Regions from separate parts of the Zea mays genome. Here region 1 is linked to region 2. A link is a contact called in public Hi-C data. All regions are on one chromosome and are shown on one strand. The core of a region is the stretch at or near the end of the contact, and the rest is flanking DNA. Distances in the headings are between cores, read along the strand shown.

Evidence for each region. Hi-C and Micro-C count contacts between places; a contact is called where the count stands out from the background.
Region 1: a contact with region 2 is called in a Hi-C map of tassel, with 2.5 times the contacts expected there. The contact joins the enhancer-like site here to the promoter of LOC100125639 in region 2. A contact is called at or near these places in 3 of 25 Hi-C or Micro-C datasets (leaf and tassel).

Annotation. Positions count from the first base shown.
Region 1 is chr7:181,970,494-181,974,685 of Zm-B73-REFERENCE-NAM-5.0, reverse strand. No RefSeq gene overlaps it. Among protein-coding and RNA genes, the nearest start is that of LOC103633559, 14 kb to the left of the region's middle. Within about 2 kb of position 1,260, at least 15 of the 20 cell types and tissues checked have an H3K27ac peak or open chromatin away from gene starts, as enhancers often do. A contact at or near this core is called in leaf and tassel, where this site is marked.
Region 2 is chr7:181,813,203-181,818,021 of Zm-B73-REFERENCE-NAM-5.0, reverse strand. LOC100125639 (plasma membrane-bound peroxidase 2b) reads right to left here and starts at 3,121. Exons shown (of 3, transcript NM_001112570.2): 1 at 2,760-3,121; 2 at 1,815-2,006; 3 at 983-1,706. The coding sequence starts at 2,975. The coding sequence ends at 1,149.

The DNA of each region.
Region 1 (4,192 bases), core at 11-2,510, 160 kb before region 2:
CACGCTGCTAGGAGATTAATTTTTAATTGACACAAATTTTCTGAGCTGAAACCGGTTTTATATTTTTCTGAGCAGGAACAAATGTTTAGATTTTTTTGGAAATTTCTTTTGAGAAAAAAACATGCGTATAATCTTTTGGGGAAGGTCTTATGTTTCAAACTGCTTAAGGTTCCAGAATCCAGCTGTAGCTATAATTTATAATATAAATTTAAATAGTTTAAAAATATTTTAATCTAAATGAGAAATAGAATGATTTATCTAAATGTTTTCTAAAGATTTATAACTCCAGCTCCATGATTTTTTAAGCATCTAATGATCCGTTCTACCAAATTCACTAATTTTTTTGGAGCTAGAGCATTCCTAAACAGGTCCTTAACTTCGAAACTGACTTTTTTTAGAAACAACGTCTAAGGACTAGTTTGGAAACTCAAACTCCCTTGAGATCCCTATCTAGCAATCCCATGGGTGTCATTAGAATAAAATATTTCTTCTTCTATCTACTATATAAAGCGTCAGTTTTCACGATGGGCTGTCGTGCTCCCCATATTTAAAATGGTAAAAAGCTAAAATTATGCACAAATGGGGTTTGAACTATGGTTATTGGTTCTAAACCCATATTTGCACCCACCTAACCAACAAAACACATGTTTTTACATATTTATACTCTATAATCAAGTATAAATAGAACCCTAGCAATGTACGAGCACTTTGCTAGTATTTATTTGTGGGAGATTTTCCTCCCTAAATTATCTATCCTTGCTTCTAAACTATCTCTCATAGCCCCGTGAGAGCGAGCTTTTTTACTACTTTAAAGCACCAGCTTCATATGTCATGCGTTGTGCGTCACATGCGGAGCGTCTAGGTCTGTTCCTCCACCGCTTCTTCTCACTCCAATGAACCATTGCACCACGGATGGGTTGTGAGAAACCACCCAAGCCCAACAGAAGCAGAAAGCCACACAAAGCACAACGGTCTACCACCTTGCTAGTTAAAGGAGTACGAACCACCGAGCCAGTTATAACAAAAAGGGTCAAGCTTCTTTGAAACTCATATATTTCTCGGTCTTTTGATTAAAATAAGGTGTAATATTTATTTTTATCAATTTAAAAAATATTATGTGAACTATATATGTAAACTTTGATATTAAATTTATTTTTATGAGTATCAAATTTGATTGCACGCAAGGATTGTACTGTCTTATTTTATTTGCGCCTGCTCCTTGCACTACACGGGCTTGGCCCAAGTTGTGTCTTCGGCTGCCTTACTTGTCTGGCTGCTGTTTCTGCTGATGGGCTGGGCTGACCCGCACGAAACAAACACTGTTTTAGGTCGTTAAACACATGTGATTATGAGTGGAGTCACATGCCGATCTTACTGAAAGTCTGAAACGCTTGTGAAACTGTAAAATTCAGTAGTACGTTAAACTGGCGATCTCTGAAGACATGAATTTCTGTCGAGCGGTGTCAGTGTGAAGCCAACCAAATACTCCACAAATGAACGAACTGAACATGACACAAATGAACGAACTGAACTGAGCATGGGAGCGTGAGCTGTGCATTCATGCATAGGCGATGATAACTTAACCCAATGATAATACGGCGGCGGCGCTATCATCAGGAGGGAATGGTTGGTCGCTGCGCTGCTGGCCTTCCAAAATCCAAGCTGTAGCTGTCTTGCTTGTGTTAATTGACAAGATTGGACAGCGGCCACCTCCTTAACTGAGCAGGTTGCCTCGCGCTTGTCTGCTCAGTCCTCTCCTCCGTATCAACGACCTAACACTTATCCATATTTTTTTCCACTGGAAGCTTGGACTAGGAAGCCTATAGGCAAAGTTCGTAGATCCTTCCTATGGAAATGGAAATGAGAGGAACAAGCAAACAGAGGCCACTAACTAGTCAACTGGCCTACAATAAGCAAATCAAAGAATTTGGGTAGCCTAGGAGTTGTTGACATCGACCAATTTAGTTGGGCCCTCCACCTTGGGTGGCTTTAATTTGGCAGGAGACCATCGAAGAGAAGCCCTGGGTTAGGCTGCAAGTGCCTTGTAACATTATAGACAACCTTCTGTTTCAGGCTTCCATCTTAGTGACACTTGTTTGCTTCTTTTCTTTTCTTTTCCGCATCCTAGTTGAAGTCCAGCTGCATGCATGCATGCCTCCGGACCTGTGTTCTATCTGCTCTTCAAAGCAAAGCGACCGAGCCGTATACCTTTTTCATCATCCGCAGGAAAACCACTTTGCATTGCATTAATTGATTCGATCTGTGTAGAACCAACAGTACAGATTGGCCCATCACTCGACCTACTAACCTAATCAACGCCGATGATGACAGCACTCATCGGCCGGGTATGGGCCCAAGAAATGACAATTCAACAACAGACATATTCTTATGAAACAATGCGAAATTAATCATGCATGCATGGCTCAGGTTTAGCTGACGAGTGACATCCCATTCTTCTTCCCAGCCAGGCCACATGGACTGAACTGGACTGGAGTCACTGGACCACATGCGTGCATGGCCGTGGCCGCACACAGATCGATCGAAAAACCAAACCGCTTCAACTCATGCAGGCTAGGGCTAGCTATCACATGCGACCATACATGCTACCAGATATCAGTACTAGGTACGTACGTCGTCATGCATGAGAGGTGAGGTGGCAGATTGATAAGGACTAATGGCTATAGGACAGCACAATAATAATATATATAATGCAGCTGCAATAAGCTAGCGTCGGAGTTTGGAAGCCAGATGCAGATCGTATATAGGGCACAGGATCCAAAGCAATGTTCGGCATCTAAGACGGAGTACTGATCGCTTGCTTAGTGGTGTGTTCCATGTTACATTATTGCATAATTACCGTAGTCTCGAGTGACATGGTGTGGGTTGGGGACTTGTTCTCAAATGCTATGAATCAATAACAAGACAACATAAAATGTTAAATATCAAAAGTCCTTCGTCCTTCTAATCATTATTTCCATTCGGATATAATGAATTTAGGACGAAGGTCATGAAAGACGTACCTTTATGATCATGATAAAAAATGAAGAACATTCAAACAAAATACAGAAAGTAGCATAATTTCTGTAAACATTATTATTAATATATTTATATTACTTGTGTGGACAAAGATGAATTACAAATGTACCTTCGGCTTGAAGGAAAGAAAGTACAGGCGTGACGCAAAAGTGAATGCCAAGTCAGTCCGAATAGTACGGGAATACTGTTCATCTATTTATAGGCACGGGACACAGTCCGTGCAAAATTACATTAATGCCCTTTACATTTATCGATAACTCGAGGTCCAATTTGGCTTTTCATCTTTAGGTCGGTTTCCCTTTTCTGCGCATAGCTTCGTGATCATCTTCACCTTCGTCATAATCGCCTTCCGTCTCACTCAAGCTTCGTCTTGATCATACTCTTGTATACCAGTAACCCAATTCCGAAGATACCTGTTCACATATTTCACTTGGAAAACATTGTCAAATCGTGTTTTTGAGGACCTTCGGAGGCCGAAGGCCCCCAACAGTAGCCCCTCGCAATATTAATTTGCTGGAATGATAAATTTATATTGCGATATGGACGAAGGCTTTGAGCCGAAGGTCCAAAAAAACACTTTCCCTTTGCTAGAATAGCAACAGTCTTTGACAAGCGGGACCCTCCAGTTTTCGACATAGTGGGTGTATAAATAGGGGCTCGCCACAATTTATTTGGCACGTGAAAGGGAATTAGGCTTACACCTAGTTCCTATATAATTTTGGTGGTTGAATTGCCCAACACAAATCTTTGGACTAACTAGTTTGCCCAAGTGTATAGATTATACAGGTGTAAAAGGTTCACACTCAGCCAATAAAAAGACCAAGTTTTGGATTCAATAAAGGAGCAAAGGGGCAACCGAGGGCACCCCTGGTCTGGCGCACCGGACTGTCCGGTGTGCCACCGGACAGTGAACAGTACCTGTCCGGTGCACCAGGGGACTCAGACTCCAACTCTTCACTCTCGGGAATTCTCGGAAGCCGGCGCGCTATAATTCACCGGACTGTCCGGTGTGCACCGGACATGTCCGGTGCTCCAAGAAAGCTCGGCCTCCTGAACTCGCCAGCCTCGGGTTCGCGCGGCAGCCGCTCCGCTATAAATCACCGGACTGTCCGGTGTGCACCGGACTGTCCGGTGTGCCAGCGGAGCAACGGCTCCC
Region 2 (4,819 bases), core at 1,872-4,371:
AATCTTGATCACGAGTGGTTTTGGTTTCGATTTAGGGGCAGAGACTACAAGCTATATACTCGTGATATCAAATAGTTGTTTGGGTTTCCAACTTCTTAGACACCAACTCTCAATCTATGCTATGGCAGGTAATCCACCCAGGTGCCCTCATGACAGAGACATACCACATATAACCCATGTGGCAAGGCTCTTTAGGCCACCATTTGGGGATGGATTATGCCGCACTCTAGTTGATTTCACCCTAGTCGCATAGATCCTCCATGCCACCATTTGTGGGAGAGGTAGTTGTATATGGATTGACTCAGATGCACTTCTTGCTCAGGCACCACAATCAGAGGTTACTCCACTTAGACACTAGTGTCTTATATGGGATAGGGTGAGGCTCTCACCAACATTCAACAATGGTTCCTCGTTATTTCTCACAGAGTTCGAAGTTGCTGGTTTTATGAGATTAAAGAGACAATACTTGATGGTATTAACGCCCTCCATCAACTGTCGTACCCCGCATATTATCTATCGTATATAGAATGTAGTATTTAATAGAGGACTAAGTCATTTAGTTGTCTCTCTTTTCAAACAGCTAATAGTGAAGTAAATCAGGCTATTAGCAGTTCAATTATACATATGAGCTAAAAACTTCATTCTCTACAAACAGCTATGACCGGAGATAGCAGCACCTCTAGCGGAAGATTTAAAACCTTGATAAAACTAGTCAATTTGTGTCTAGATGAGTTATTTGGAATCAAATGCCTTAAAAAGTTTGTAAACAACCATAGAATATTATTAAGGACTTGTTCGTTTGTGTCGGATTGGTGGGTCGGAACGATTCCTAGCCGGATTGCTTCACTAATTTATATAAACTTTGATCAACTGGAACGATTCCGGGTGCAATCCGACGTAAACGAACAAGGCATAAATATGGTGTGGTGATGGGTAGGCTAGTCGCCACTTTCCTTCCGAGTCATATCACACCCACCTTTGCTGACTCGAGAAAGAGGAGTTCTTGAACCAGTACAAGCAAAACAGAGGCGCAACTGACAATGGCACAACCGGCCTTATTACAGTGATAATCACTGATGGGAACCGTTGGATCGTCGGATCACTTGGGACGTACGCACAGGTAGCTATAGCCGCGAGTACGTAGCTAGCTAGTTGACCCTGGAACAGGCGCGCCTGATCTGGCCCTGCGTCCCGGTGAGCGGGCTGATGTTGCCCATCCTGATCATGGCCGCCGCGAAGTCCCCGCTGAACCTCCTCGGCGTGGACGCGTACGTGCGGACCAGGCCGTCCGTGGCGCCGCCGTTGAAGAGCTGCTGGTCGGAGTGTAGCAGCCCTCTCTGCGCCAGCAGGTTGGTGTAGTAGGCGTTGTCGAACGCGGTGGGCGTGGCGGTGTCCAGCGGCGCCAGGTTGCCGTCGCCGTTGCCGGCCGCCGCGGGGCAGTTGGCCCTGCGCAGCGTCGCGAACGCCGCGTTCACGTTGGTGTCGTTGTATATGTGCGCCCGGAAGTTCTTGCACTGTGCCAGCCCGATCGTGTGCGCGCCTGAGAGAGCGACCAGGTCGGTCCTGCTGAGCCGCTTCTTGGCGAACGCAGCGGTGAGGTTGGCGAGGTCCAGGGACGGCGCTGGCAGGTCGCTGTTGGCTAGAGTTAGGCTCGCCGTCGTCGAGTCCCTCCGCCCGAGAAGCACCCTCCACGAAGGCCCTCCCAGCTGCACAGCAGAGCACACATATGAACGTACGTACACGGAATTAAAAGGCTGAGGATCCGTGTAACTACGGCCGCGCCGGCCGGCCGTCCGGGGTCCGTTTCTTATTACCGCGACGACGGAGTCGCGGGCGGCGACGGCGAGGATGTCGGCGCAGGAGACGACGCCCGGGCACACCGCCTCCACCTGCGCCTTGATGTTGTCGACGACGCCGAAGCCTCTGATGGAGCCGACGTTCGGATTAGCGGTCTGCTCGCCGGTGAAGGTGGCCGTGTCATTCAGCAGCACCGACCCATCGCAACCCTGCACGTGGATCAAGTAGAAAAGTGTTTTTACTTTATTTTTTGGACCAGCATAGATGTACATACATATAATAAAGAAAATCAAAATAAGTAGTTACATGATTTTTTATAACGTGATTTAATACTCCACCCGTTCTAGAATATTAGTTTTCAGCTTTTGATTTGTATGTCTTTGTTCAATTGGATGATGATGATTATAAAAAACACACATATAAAACAAATACATCAATTATTGTATGAATTAACTAAAGGGTAGAACGAATTTTATTTTGAGACAGAGGGAGTATTAAAAACCATCTAGCTCATAGAGATTGTGTGCTAACCAATTTTTTTTTTAAAAAAAATACATATTTTCAAAGGAGTAAATATTTGTTAAGTTTCATACGGATACCAATGTGTAAAATAAGCGTTGGGCATATGTTTCAAGTGTCAAAACTGTTCATTGTGTTCTGCAGGCGACTGAAGTAGTATGGCTACGAGTTGTGTTTTAGGGAATTCTATTGGCTGTCAAGGAGCAAGACCAAAGAGCTAGCTAGTGACTCTAAATTAAAATAGCTAGTTTCGCACGATCTCTCAGAAAGTCTGACAACAGTGGTAAAAACTGGAGGCAGCTAAAGATCGATGATGCAATGCCATACCGTACATACTGTAATTTCTAACCAGTGGTCACATTGCATGCTGATGGGTGGAACTAGATGTGTAGTCAAATTTAAGTAGGCGAGAATATAATGAGATCGACTTGAGAGGGACTTGCTTGGACAAAGCAGTCATGGAAGTGGAGCCTGAGCAGGGAGGCCCCCATGCGAGCCTCCTGCGCAACCGCGGCCGTCACGGCGGCCTTGATGGTGGCCAGAGCTCTGGGACACGACCTGGAGTAGAATGTCGGCGACAGTTGCGCCGAGGCCACCGCCGCCGCCGCTAGGCACAAGAGCACCATCACTGACAAGGAAGTAAAAGAAGAAGAAGCCATGACCTGATGACCAGCAGTCCAACACTGCCACACTACTACCCCAATAACGCAATGCAGCTACTGCTACACCGTTGACTATACTGCTGCTGCAATAGTGGTTTTCTTCAGGTTAAGTGTTCCTTGACTTGATGATGGCTAGCCTGCATATATAACAGGCAATGCATATCTGCGTTTATATAGCAGTGTTTCATGCACGTTTAATTTGCATATATTGGTTAGTTTCGCCCCCCGTGACGACAGTCTGTTGGTAACATGCCATGCCGTGTGTTTGATAGCTAGTGTGACGCTGCATGCTTGCTGGCCATTATTGGTATATAGAATGGTTTTGCCATGCATTAATTATGAAGATATGGTTCGCGTCCAAATCGACGACGAATAATGAAGGGCGAGTGGATCAAGTGCTTGCAGGCCAGGGACGATGGTATAAATGTATGGTTAGGGACATGGCGATCGTTGTCCTACGTATTTTTTAACATAATATATAGCTGGTCCTTTTCAGAAAAGAAGAAGAAAAGAACATTAATGTTAGCCGACCGCGGTCCCCTGTCAGAGATAAAGCTTTATATAACATATAGGAACGAACATACCTACCGGTTCGAACCAGAATTTGGCTTTCTTGCTGGTCGGTTTATGGTTCGGTGCGGAAAGAGATACAAGAGCATTCCCACCATGCATGCACTTTTGCTTGAAATGCACAGAAAGCTATATATGTATAGACATGAAATTCCAGGGGGGGGGGGGGGGGGGGGGGGGGGGGGGGGGGGGGCGGGGCGGGGCGACAAGATTTACAATATTTCTCAATAATAATTCACCTGTATCGATCACTAAGAAGGGTAGGGAGACATGAAGCCTGAAGGTAAAAGAAAAATATCAGTACAGTATATATGCATCAAAAAGAAAATATCAGCTTCTCCAGCCTCCACTGATGAAGGCTGAACACACACACATGTACATGCGTGGTTTTGCCAGCCATGCAGAACTTGTCTGGCGCTGAAACCCTGTGTGACGAGAACCGAGAAACGTCGTCGCTAGCTAGCCCGATCGAGTGATTGCGCAAGTGGCTGAGGAGGAGGAGACCAATACTGATCTGCCTGATCACGACGTAGTATCTGCAGAGCTGTTCTTGCGACTCTGCTCGATCTGAAGCCGGCCACCCCAGGTTACTGTCGTCTGTCAGTTACCAAACAGTATGCAGTCAAGCCTTGTCGATGAAGCAGACAGCGACGACGACGCGACGTGCTGAATTTTGACAGTGCGTGTGCTGTAGAGTTGCTGCCGCCGCACGCAGCAGCTAGCTAGCTAGCGGCGCGCGTTTCGCTGTCACTTGTGTCAACGGCAGTCAGAAGACAGTACAGGCGTCTCAAGAAAATCTGCACAATATGCCAGATTTGCCAGCTTGCTAGTTACTACTACTCTGAATGATCGTGCACTATGCATGTGGGCCGGGGGAGTAGCCTGACTCTACGATTTCGGCGGGAATTCGATCGAGATGCCCTTTTTATTTTTCCCATGCATGATCAGAAATGCTGACAGGGCGCGCTCACATCTTGCGTCGCAAAGTTCTTGCAGACGGATCGACGAATCCATTCGAAACTTCAAAGGTGATGTCTATTTGGCACCGAACATGGATGCATCCAATGTCTACTAGCAAAAAAAAGCAACATCTAGCTAGCGCGCATCGTTTTCGGCGTCCTCTTGCAGCTACCAGCGGGTGTGGCGACGAAGGCGAGACGTGCGTGACGCACATGGTCAAAAACTGTCGTCTCTGGATGAGCTACTTGCAGCTGGCTGACTAGTAGTAGTGCGCCGGCCGGTGATGTTGCGCGTAGCAGGTACATGCATAC